Regions from separate parts of the Zea mays genome. Here all the other regions are linked to region 3. Evidence: chromatin contacts called from public Hi-C data. All regions are on one chromosome and are shown on one strand. Each heading gives the region's core, a stretch centred on a gene start, on an enhancer-like site or on the middle of the called end of the contact. The rest is flanking DNA. Distances are from core to core; before and after follow the strand shown.

Region 1 (4,047 bases), core at 250-2,749, 130 kb after region 3:
TCGAAATCCACAAGAATCTCAGTCAAACCTCATGTTTAAATACAATTCTGGTTATCTAAAGTCCTACCAAACACCAATGGATCTGTGGCAGGGGCAGTGTAACAAGTGAGGTCAGATAATCTTGGAAGATTTTTACAAATCAGTGGAGTATAACTTATGAAGTAAAATAACTATGCGAACTCCGAGGGACCGAGGAAATATTACGATTTTTTATACGTCTGACGAACAAGGACTCCATTTTTAGGAAGGTTTATTGCAAAATTTTAGGAGTACAAATATTACACTCATTTAGCGGCTTTTTTGGATGTGACACTGACAAATGCTGCATTAGAAACATAAACGGTATCATGTTAGATCGTGCCTCTGTTATTCTATGGCATTTGCTAATCAATAATTGCATGAACAACCAAAACATGAAACAATTGCCAGTTTTCAACTCACATACCAACACTAACCGCCTTAACATGGTAACCAGTATTGAATGCAAAGTAGCAACGAGAGTTTGAAGCAGCTCTTCGCATTTGCGAAGGAAAGTTTGTCTCGGTTTATCCCTTCACCAGACCCCGCTCATGTGGTGGGAGCCTACGGAACTGGGTTTGCTCTTTTTTTCTTGTGGCTATCCAGCAGTAAATTAGTAATTGCTTAAGGTCGATGCTAGATAGAACATAGACAGACACACAGAGTCAAACAAAAACAAGAGACGTCAGTCGTACCATGCCCTTGAGCTCCTTGGGCACCTTGCCGACGTTGTCAAGGCACCCGAGCGCGTTAGCTACGGAGGCGAAGACGGGCTCAGTGGCCATGGCCATGGCGGCCTTGGTCTCGTCAAGCGCCTGCACAACGTGGAGCACGCCCGGGTGGCGCAGGCGCACGAGCCGCGCCGCGTCGGCGCGGACGAGGTCGAGGAAGGCGTCCTCGGCCGCCTTCGACAGCCCCGCCCGCGCCCGTGCCTCGGCGAGGGCGCGCTTGTCGAGCACCCAGACGGAGACGACGGGGTAGGGCGCCGAGGGGGCGCCGTCCCGCGGTCGCGCCGTGTAGATCCGCCACGCGAGTCCCGGCCCGCCGGACCCGGCCTGGTCCAGCAGCTCGTAGTCCTGCAGCGGGCGCGGGCCCGTCACCTCCTGCACCGTCGTGGACACCGTCTTCTCGATGACAGCCGACGCCTTCGCCAGCGCCTGCGTCAGGGTCTTCATGTTGAGCGCCATCGCCCCCCACCGCCGCCGCTGCCGCTGCCTCCAGCGAGATCTGGGAGGCCCCGGCCGCGGTGGTGGATTTCCTCTTGGAGCGGGGTCGCCTGATCGGTCGGTGGCAGCGCGTGTTTGGTTTAAGGGAAATTTGGATCATACCATTAAAAGATCATCACTTTGGATCCATACCATTACTATCTCACTTACATGTGGGTCCACATGAGTCAATGACATATGGGGTCCATGGTATATATCTAAAGTTTGGATCTTTTAATGATATAGATCCAATTGTTCCTTGGTTTAATTACTTTACGGGTGTGTTTTTTGGTTTTTTTAATCGGTTTTCTGCAGCTCGTGCCATGCGAGACCGCGAGCGATGGGAGGAATGGAGGACGATGCTTCGTCACGAAGGGGACCAGAAGGGGAATGTTGGTTCAATCTTAACCGTTGGTTTTATGTGGTTTTGGCCGAGATGGACGGCTGGAATGCGGTAGTTGGTAGGCGTCGCGGTCCTCTCCTAGTCTCCTCTCCTACTTCTCTGAAACTTCTATTTCAGCTAGGCCTGAAAACCGTTTTCTAAAATCCCGTATCCGGCCCCTCATAATTGTATCGTTTTCTAAAGTCAATATCGTTTTTGAAAATTATTATATTTAAAATTTGAATTTCAAATACCTATGGACATCGTATTGTAGTCGTCAATAAGTAGATTAATTATAAAATCGAGTAAATTTTCGATTAATCTACAATCATTTTTTATAGATGATATCGTTTTTCGACTGTTTTCGGTCATTTTCAACCCTAATTTCAGCATTGTTTTATCTACGTTCAATGTGCTAGTGAGTTGTGGTGGCACACCAATCATATTGATGGTACAGTGCAACGACTATATGACATGTGAGAGAGTCCAGTGGCAAGCTAGTATGGTGAGCCCTCCCCGTGAAAAAATAAAATTAAAGTGGACATATGGCCCACATACCAGATATAAACTACATATAATGCACTTTATCTTATCCGAAAGACCAAAAATGCATGAGTTGAAAATAAAACATATCCTTTTTTGTAGCTCGCTCGGATGCTCGCTTAGGTGTTTTTCTCACAGCTCATCTAGAAGGTAACAACCCGTGTCCACATCACTAGATGACGCACAACGGCGATAGGACCATGAAAACTGGTGTTTTATAAGAGTATATAGATATATAGATTTTTATTTTCTTATTTTTCCCCATTTGAAAGATATATTTTTACTTTTTGTTTAGAGGGACTAGTTCTTGTGCTCATTTTGCATCGGGCTATCTCTAGCATCTCTCCTATCACATTCTCTATCTCATATCCTATTTCAAACTCCACTCTGCAAACAGTGTTGTCGGTGTCTCGAACCTCGCTCCGATAAGTAAATTTATTGTGCGTGTTCCAGGCTCGGGAGGATGGGCGCATAATTTATACTGGTTTGGGTAGAACGTCTCTACATCCAGTCATCGGCGGCTTGCGCTACCGGCATCATTGATGATCAAAGCTCGTAGTAGGGCTTACAAGAAGGCGAGAGAGGGAGGAGAGGCTCCTAAGTCTCTTGTTCGCGGTGAAGGTGGTTACAAGGTGGATGTAAAGAAAATGAACCCCGGGCTATTTGGCTCAATAGGTTTTGGTGTTTGATGATCAACACAATCTGTGGACTAATGCGTTTGCTAGTGTTTATATTTGTAGTTCACAGTATGCTAAGGTTACTTGGACTAAGGCAATGAGGAAAGCAACATGCCAAAAGAAGACATTATGAAGATCACAAGTGAAGATCAACATGTATCAAACAAGTCCAAGAAACAAAGAATAGTGTTGCCGCAGAGAGCAGCAGCTTTTCTCCAATGGCTAGAATTGTGTTGGGCCTATAAATACCACCCAACCAGCCATTTCAAGGTGTGGGAGCCTAAGCAACATACCAAGGCATATAGTAGACATTTCCAAGTGCTCATACACCCAAGTGCTTAATAGAATCACTCGGTGATTAGCGTAGGTGCTTTGCGGAGTGCTTAGGTTAGTTAGACCGCATTAGCGTTTGCTCTAGGTGAATCCTAGTTAGTTGAGCGAGTTTAGAAAAACCACACGACCCCTCGGCTCTTGCGCGAGCTGTTGTAATTATACCGAGTGGGGCGAAAGTCTTGCGAGACCATGGCAACTGCGTTTGTGTCACAACCGCCACCGTGTACCGGAGGGAACGAGGCCTGTGGCGTTTTCAGCTGGGAGCTCGATAGTGGAGACGGCGGGGAGCGTCCGAGAGGAGCCGGAAGTGGAGCACCACTTGCCCGTGGAGAAGGCCTGTGGCTCTCTACGGAGTTACTCGACTGTGGTGCTCTTTAGCTTCCACATCTCTACCTTGCTCTTTAGCTTCCACATTTATTAAGCATTTAAGTTTCAATCTTGTCTTTATACTTATATTGTTAAGATTGAAACTTAGCCATTGCGGTAGAGATAGCAACACTTAGACAAAATCTAGTTTGCACATTCTAGTTTGATTAATTGCATAGGTTTTGCTCTAGGGTTTTAATCGTGGCCTAGTGTATAGAAAGTTTTAGAAGTTCTAATTCACCCCCCCTCTCTTAGGCATCACCTGTTTCCTTCAATTGGTATCAGAGACTGGTTTGGCTCATTTGAAACGCTTTAGCTTCACCGCTAAAAGAGTCGACGCTTTTTAGGGATAGATACCCATAGGCCTCCACACTTCGACGTCACTAACTTTCCATATTATAGTGCTAGAATGGCTTGTTACCTAGAGGTCGTGGATCTAGGTGTTTGGAGAGTCACTCATGATGAGATGAAACTACCCAAGAATCCCGAGAAACCCACCACGAGTGAGGAAAAAGAAATTCAT
Region 2 (3,849 bases), core at 822-3,321, 200 kb before region 3:
GCATGGGCCGGGAATGGACGGTGCTTTGCCCTCCACTGTCGGTGGTCCTTCTTCTTCGCCAGCGGCAACTGCCGTGCAGGGGAGCCGAGGCCGGAAGCCCGAGAGGCTAGGGCCGGTCCTGATATTTCGGGGGCCCTAAGCAAAAATCTATATGGAGGATCTATACGAAGATTTAAATATGATATTTTTTAACTTTTAAATAATATCTGAAAAATAAAAAATTAATAATTTATACAATTTTATTGAAAATGATATGACTGAAGAAACTTTTATAATATTTTATGAGTCGTAAAATTATACAAATTATGTAATATAACTCTGCATTTGTTTTGACTTTTGAGAGCGAGTATTTTTACTTTTAATTTGTCAAACTAACCTAAACCTTAAAATACACAGTAAACCAAATCTTAATACATTAGAGCAAATTTTCTGAAAACAAAGTTCAACAAACTAAACAATGATTAAGCAACATAGGTTATTAGAGTTGGCCCTCTGGTAGACTAGAATTAAGCAACGCGACAAGCACAAGTGTACAATACCTTCCGTCCTGCTCACGTTAATCAATATTTAGTATTCGTCATTAAGCAGACTGTTGCGTGACCTTAAAAAGATGATTTCAAAAAAATCAAATAGACCCAACAAAAGAACGAGAATAGAGATTTATCTGTAACGTATATATATTTGGATATAAACTGAATAAACAGGAACCTGTAGACCTTGGGGGCCTGAGGGCCGGCCCTGGAGGCCAGGCGTGACCAACATCGGGAGGTTGCGACAGAGGAAGCACCACCAACGTCAGAAGCATCCGTCGAGGGCTGGCGTGGGATTGAGTGTCACGTCTTGTGACCTCAGGCTGTTCGCGGTCGTCGCGGCCTCCTGGGCTGCGCCCTGCTCACCGTCTCCCTCGTGATGTCTGCGTTGCACTAGGTGCAGCCGTGCAGTTCAGGAACGCTGCCATCTCAAGGAACTTCATGAGCCTACAACAAGGTCTCAACAAAGACGCGGGAAACTAAAGCGGTTGCACACAGAAGGGAGCAAGAGGGCGAGAGACCGCACAGCCGGGCGATGGCGAGTCCGGAGGGCTAGCCAAAGATGGTCAGCTACGACAAGGCGATACCGAGCGGGATAAAGTGACGAGGTTGATACCAAGCCTGTTCGAGGCCATATTCATAGGGTTTTGTTTATTTTACCGAGCACGAGATGTTTAGCTGGTCTGTTGTACTTGCTTTAAAGTATACACAAAGTATAGAAAAACTTTCGAATCAGAGAATATATAGAAAATGATTTCTATATAAATATTTTCAAAAAGATAATTTAAAAGTGACTTCATAAAGTGTCTCGTATGGACTATGTTTATAGTGTTTTAGTTCCTAAATTGCTAAATACGAAAATTAAAATAGAGTTTTAATTTCTATATTTAACAATTTAAATATTAAAATAAAATTATATATAGAGACTATTAGTTTAGAAAAACCAAAGACCACCTTCATTAATTGCACAAAGAATAGGGAAGCTGATAGTGTCTGCTCGATCTATAGATGGCCAATAAGTACGAGGCCCGTGAGCACGATACGAAGTCCGCTGTTTGGGTCCGGTCCGAGCCCAGCACGGTCCGGTTCTATGCGAGCCCGGGCCGGCCCGGCACGAATAAGCGGGCCGAGCTCGGACAAGAAACTAGGTATGGTGGGCTAGCCCGGCACAGCCCGTTTATCTTTAATCACGTTGAGCCCGCTTTTTTTGCACTAAAACATGCTTTTTGGTCCGCTTAGCTCGCTTTCGGCCCGCTTTTTTCGTGCTAAATGGGTCGGCCCTGTCCGTTTAAGCCCGCTGTGGGCCAGGCTTAGACAGAGAATCGAGCCTGCGGGTTTAGAAGGCTCGACCCCGTTTCCTAACCGTGCATAGTGGGCCGGACCCAAAACGGGCCGTGCTTCACCGGGCCCGGGCCGGGCCCGGCGGCCAGTTTGGCCATCTCTCGCTCGATCTGAGATATCGCTCGTCCATTTGACGGCGGCGCGCCCTCCTGCAGAAAGAAAAAAAAGACTCAGAATCGTTCCTGAGTGAGCCGAGCCCAGAAGACGATGCTGCCCCGCTTGCCCATCCGCCTCGCGCCGCCGCTCGCCGGCGTCCTTCGCGGCATCTGCGCTACCGCGCTGCCGCAATCCAAGCCCCCACCTCAACCCCTCTCCCCGTCCGACCTGGACGCGATCTCCGCGCTCCTCCCGCGCCTCCTCTACGCGGGCCACGTCCCCGCCGCCGGCCGCCTCCTCTCCGCGGCGCTCCTCCTCCCGGGCTCCCAGGACGGCCTCCCCCTCGATTCCCTCGCCGCGCACCTTGCCTCGCTTCCGACACTCTCCGCTGCCTTCGCGCTCCTCACCGCGCTGCGCCATCACCCGGCCCGGCCCTCGCCGCTCCTGCTGGCGTCGCCGCTGCTCGGCAGCCTCCTCTCCCTGCGCCGCGCGCGCGACGCCTCCTCCGTGCTGCGCTGGCTCTGCCGCCCGGACTCCCCGCGCCGGCCCGACGCCGCCACCTACGCTGACGCCGTCGAGGGGCTCTGCCGCCTTGAGGACCCCAGGGGCGCGCTGGCTGCGCTCAGGGAGATGGCAACGGACGGGTTGCAGGCCACGCGGGAGCTGCGGGAGGCGGTGCGGGACGCGATGCTGCAGGACGCCAGGATCGAGGAAGCGTGGGCGCTGGAGCAGGCGATGCGCCAGCCGGAGGAGACAGGGAAGCTGGTGGAGCTGATTGACAAGCTTCTCTCAGAGTGGGAACCCTGAGCCGTTGCACGGTCACGGATTGAGCTTTCGGTTTTCATAGATAGATTCTTGATGGCAAAGTTTTATGCTCGTGTATTTTTGCACCGCAAGGAATTTCGATCAACTCGGCAAAAAAAACTCGAAATTGTTGTGATATAGGATGATTTTGCGTATCAGACACTCCCTCCCCTTTCGTTCTTTTTAATTTATATCACAGCTTAGTTAAAAATAAACTAGCTTATTTATCACGGTTTAAATAGGTTTTAGATTGCCACAATGCAAGTCGCAGGAATTATGAGAAGCAAGCGCTCAAGATGGATTCTAAAGTCAAAACTGATATATGATCATGCAACAGTGCATCAACTTATTTGCGCACAAGAAACAAAAAAAATGTCCAAAATCAAAATACAGAGTTGCCTGATTTCGAAATACTCTCTCTTGCACTTGCACTGCTGCCCACTTTTAAGCATCAGCTCTCGACCTCACTGAAGACCTAATTTAAGTTAATAAAAATATTCAGCTTTTCTTTGAGGATATACAACTTGTAAACTCTTCCGTCCCAAATCTGCTCCTTTAGCTTACACAATAGGGTAGAGACGAACACAGAAACCAGTCTCGTGCCTTCCAAAGAGATCCAGCTTAGTTCTTTAACTAAAAACCACCGAACGAGCACTATTCCCAGCAGACAGTCTGCATCGAGCGCAAGAACTTTTTCTTCCTCGAACGGACAAAACTGATGCATTAGGAACCGCATAATTGAAGTAAAGAGTTGCAAAATCCTTGATCCATCCATCTGATGGTCTAAGCATGCACACCATTGCCATTGGCATAGTATGTTCCGTTTGAGAGACCATTGGTGAGCTTCTTTGGGTTCCCATTTTGGTGTACTGCGGATGTATATGAGCCATTGCTCAGAACATGTTTAGCTGAACCAACATGACCATTGCAGCGGTCTTGCAGCACCCTATCCAACTGCCCAGATGCAGCTGCAATTAGTCCTGCAGAAACATAAAATTGGTTATGATATATTCTATGGAAAAGTACAGCACAAATGCTTGTGAAGTGAACAAGTGCAGAATTTTCAGCGTCAGATAGC
Region 3 (4,246 bases), core at 1,347-3,846:
AATAACAATGCCCAAGAGCAGCAATAACTTTAAAACACGCAAAGCAAAATAAAAATAAAAATGCAGGACTCGAACAATAGTATTTCTTGGACACAACATTATCAGATTTAGCTAACAGATACCAGTGAATTAGTCATTAAGATGTACAAATGGAGCAAACATTAACCTGATCACAGTGCCATTTCAGCTTGCAGTGCAGCAAGCTCATCATCTTCAGCTGTAGCTTTCTGTGGAGCAGGGCGAGCTGGTTGCTTGTTGCCTGGGACATGCACTGGATGCACAGGAAGAGCTGCAACAGGCTCCAGAAGCTGAGATTCCAACTCTGCTCCTTCCAGTTCTTCAAGTTCCGCTTCCAGTTCATCCTGTTTTTTCAGTAATGGGTGCTTAGTGTGTCAGAGAAAACAATGCACTGCAAGGTTGCAAATCCCAAATGCCCACCGTGAATTACCTCGTCAAAATCAGCAGAAGCTCCAAGAGGAGTTGACAAAGCATCTTGAATTTGTTTCATATTTTCAGTCTGTTCATTAATTTCATCCATGGTCTTGTCGACATCATCAATGTTTCTGCAGGGACATGATAAATAATCATTTTCAGACCTTGAATGACCAGGTGCATAAAATCCTATAATGGACTCAATATTAATACTAACGTTGCTTTTTGCATTGCTTTCATAGCTGCAGCTCCAGTTCTCAACGCATCAACAGTCTCTGTTGTAGCTTTAGCTGCTTCTAACATGATCATCTGTATACAAAATGGGTTATACAATTGACACACAGCGTACAGTAAAAAAAACTCAGTATTTGAATGCCAATATACCTGATCATGAATTCTCAACTGAAAATTTCCGAGTTGCTCAATTTGTTGTTCATAAAGTTTTTTCCTCTTCAAGGATTGGATAGCCGCTGTTAAGAGAAAGTTTATTTGTATTAGCACAAGTTTCAGTAAATCCAATTTCCATTGCATATGGAAGGAAGTTGGTAGCATTTAAAGATTGTCAACATTAGTTTACATGCAAGCCAAAAAAAATGGGGAAAATAAAGCAAGCATAAGCTGTATTAGCTAATAATGTTATGATCATGGGGTCTTCAAGTCAAAGAAGTTGAAAATTGCTCTACAAATAATGTTCCATGGAATTTGCATTCTGTGGATCTAATACATTGCAGGTGCATAAAGAACTAAACTTGTTTTCATAAAATACTATGTCAACATGGTGAAACAATACTAAAAAGTAACAATGACAAGCACAATATCTGTGTCAAAAGAAATACCCACTTATTTGTTGATTCAATGCACCATGCACCAACAAAGTTTATATACACAAATACAATGGATAATGTAAATTCGTTTCAGTAAACTACCATGTCAATATGATGACACAACACTAATAATGATAAGCACAGTAACTGTGCGCATATTTCTTGAATCCAATGCACACCTCTTTTATTCTTAGCTTTGGAGAACTCCTTGGCTCTCTCAAGCTCAGCGGCTGCTTTTTTGTCCAGCACCTTCTCTTTCTTCTCCAGCATATCAAGAGTCTGAATATAAACAAAGCAAGCTTTTAGAACTTTGTAGTTTACTATGGCATATGAATTACATGTGCCAAATTGTCAGCTATAACAAGAGCATATTTCATTAGTTGGTTAAACATATATAAAGAGTTAACGATCCCTTCGTAAAATGTTAGAACTTCAGGAGCAAATAAAGCAAATCAAAGAATGATCAGCCTATAAAAGGTATTGATCATAGATAGATGGTGCTTGCAAATGCCATGGAAGAACTTAAGCATCCCACAAGTTGAGATGAAGTTAACAAAATGTGAGAGTTCTAAGACACTAAAGTAAAAATTGTTCAAAAAAAAAGACACTACAGTAGAAGGGTGGAAATTTTTGTCATGCATGCGATTCAAATGAAGGGTGGAATTTTTTTGTCATGCTTGCAAACCTTAACAGTTCAATTCAAATGAAGGATACTCTCAGGTCGCAATTATATATAGGCAGCCAAAATAAGAGAACGTCAATATGTGCCCCAAAAAACACCTTATTGGAAGCGAGACAAGGTAATCATACGCCAGAAAAAAAAACAGAAAGGTCACCTCATTTAACTTGTCGAGTGTGGCCAAGGCACTGGAGTTGGCCTGCTCCTTGGGCTTCCCGAAGATCCTGTTGAACATGGACATGGCTGCACTGGCAACAGAAACTCAAAACGCCTGCTAGACAAAACAGCAGCTGGAACAACGTCATTTCACAAGCTAATTCGAGAAACTCATCGGGTAGCAATTGCAAGCATTACCCAAAAATAACTGAAGAGGAAAAGGATAGCTTTTCCACGGTGGAGCCCCCACCTATGCGCAGTGGGTGCCCAATCCGAGCAGTGACCGCCGACTAATCAACTACGATGACCTAAGGCAGAGGAACGGCTGATCGCAATCGACCCTTTCCCTAATCGCGGGGCGCACCAATCTGGCAGCCGTGTATCTAGCAGAAGCAAGGAGGCTTACCGGATTCGTCGCCGGCGGCGGCGGAGGCTAGCGTTATCGGAGAGAGGAGGGGAGGAATCTTGTTAGAAAGCGCGGCCTTGGAGACAAAAGCCTATCGAGGAGATCGGGTGAGAGTTGGGATACACGGGAAAGATTCCGTATTTTGGTTAGTTTTTGGATAATCGAGGCCTCGGGGGAGGAGACCGAGACGAGTTGGAGTTGTGACTAAGGCTGTGTCTAGCAGCGCCCCCTAAATTTCGTCCCCTAAGAGCAACTCCAATAGTCATGTAAATTTTAGCTCTCTAAATCACAGATTTAAGAAGTTGCTAAATGGCTTTTGTAGTAAAAAAAATGTGAGTTCTCCAATAGTTCTCTAAATATAGGTTGTAATTTTGTTTTGTATCTATCCACATAAAAAATAAGTCACAAAAACTATATAATGCAGTCAACATTTTTGTTTTAGGAGTTGTTAAATGGTTGCCAAGTGTAGAGAGAAGATGAGGTTAGATGACAAGTTGTTAAATTTAGAAAGTTCATTTAGAGAACTGTTGGAGAATAGTTTTCATGTTAACTACCTAAATTATTGATTTAGGAAGTCTTTTAGAGAACTACTGGAGTTGCTCTAAAGGAATATTCCATGTACTTTACAAGACACTCTAAAAGATTATGTCCTCTATATCTTCTGTGTCTCCAGCAACGTCCCCTAAATTCGATCCCCTAAAGCTACAGTGTTAACAGAATTCGTTTTTCCTTTTCTTTTTTCTGTTTTCTTTGTTTTGTACCCATTTAATGGTACTCAAAGGATGCTAAAAAAATAGTAATCAATAATATTACAAATAATAATCTAAAAACTATGGTTCATTACTAATTTCAAAATGTACAAAATAAATAACATTGCATTTTATGTTGTGTGTAATTATTGTGGAAAAAACGTGACACAATATTTGAATCGTATGAAAAAAATGTTTACGAATTCACATGCTTCCACCGTAAGCCACGACACTTGTTGAACAAGCCATTGTCTAGCTTCGGCTGCACGACAAGAGCATGGCTTCTCTCCGAAGCCTATCCCTTCTATAAATAATCACTACTTCAACACTTCACTCACACTTCACATACACTCATCCACAACAATGGACCAGTTCGTAGATTCCAATATTTTTCTTAGGATGGCACAAGACATGGAAGATGAAGACCATGAGCTCGAGGTTGCGACGTACCAACATCGTAGGCGTCGTGCACTTAACGAGCGTCGGTACGCTGGTTCCATTCCCGGTCGTGTTCGAATCCATCGTGACCATATCAGTGGTGATGCAAGAATCCGAGCGGACTACTTTTGCGCCCAACCGGTTTACACGGATGCACAATTTCGGAGGAGGTATGTTTATTCATACGCACATCTATTAACGTCCATAGTACGTACTTGACAATTGTACTAAAAAAGTTTGCATTATAGGTTTCGCATGTGTCGCCATGTGTTCGAGCGTCTCGTTCTTGCTGTGCAACAAGTGGATTCATACTTCGTTCAACGTCCAAACTGTGCCGGTGAGCTAGGCCTATCTGCCCTTCAGAAAGTTGTTGCTGCCGTACGTATCCTTGCATACGGTGTTCCTACGGATGCCGTTGACGAGTACGTACGAATTGGAGAATCTACAGCACATGAGGCTTTGAAACACTTTTGCACTGCCATCCAAACTGCTTTTGGGGGGTACTATCTTAGGAAACCTACTCCTGCTGATATCGCTAGACTTCTCCAAGTTGGAGAATCAC

Evidence for each region. Hi-C and Micro-C count contacts between places; a contact is called where the count stands out from the background.
Region 1: a Hi-C map of leaf shows a contact between it and region 3, with 4 times the contacts expected there. The contact joins the promoter of LOC103651607 here to the promoter of LOC100191382 in region 3. A contact is called at or near these places in 13 of 25 Hi-C or Micro-C datasets (bundle sheath, ear, endosperm and 4 more) and 2 of 3 datasets of contacts at active chromatin or transcription factors (leaf and seedling).
Region 2: a contact with region 3 is called in a Hi-C map of endosperm, with 2.4 times the contacts expected there. The contact joins the promoter of LOC100278618 here to the promoter of LOC100191382 in region 3. A contact is called at or near these places in 4 of 25 Hi-C or Micro-C datasets (ear, endosperm and leaf).

What each region holds. Positions count from the first base shown.
Region 1 is chr3:231,104,979-231,109,025 of Zm-B73-REFERENCE-NAM-5.0, reverse strand. It overlaps LOC103651607 (SCY1-like protein 2), which reads right to left and starts at 1,499. Exons shown (of 14, transcript XM_008677274.4): 1 at 714-1,499. The coding sequence starts at 1,205.
Region 2 is chr3:231,437,539-231,441,387 of Zm-B73-REFERENCE-NAM-5.0, reverse strand. It overlaps LOC100278618, which reads left to right and starts at 2,071. Exons shown (of 1, transcript NM_001371662.1): 1 at 2,071-2,923. The coding sequence starts at 2,079. The coding sequence ends at 2,774. LOC103651612 (CTP synthase) reads right to left here. Exons shown (of 21, transcript XM_008677278.4): 21 at 3,071-3,751. The coding sequence ends at 3,555.
Region 3 is chr3:231,238,738-231,242,983 of Zm-B73-REFERENCE-NAM-5.0, reverse strand. It overlaps LOC100191382 (Vacuolar protein sorting-associated protein 32 homolog 1), which reads right to left and starts at 2,596. Exons shown (of 8, transcript NM_001136816.1): 1 at 2,498-2,596; 2 at 2,093-2,206; 3 at 1,436-1,535; 4 at 817-902; 5 at 650-741; 6 at 449-563; 7 at 167-362. The coding sequence starts at 2,176. The coding sequence ends at 171.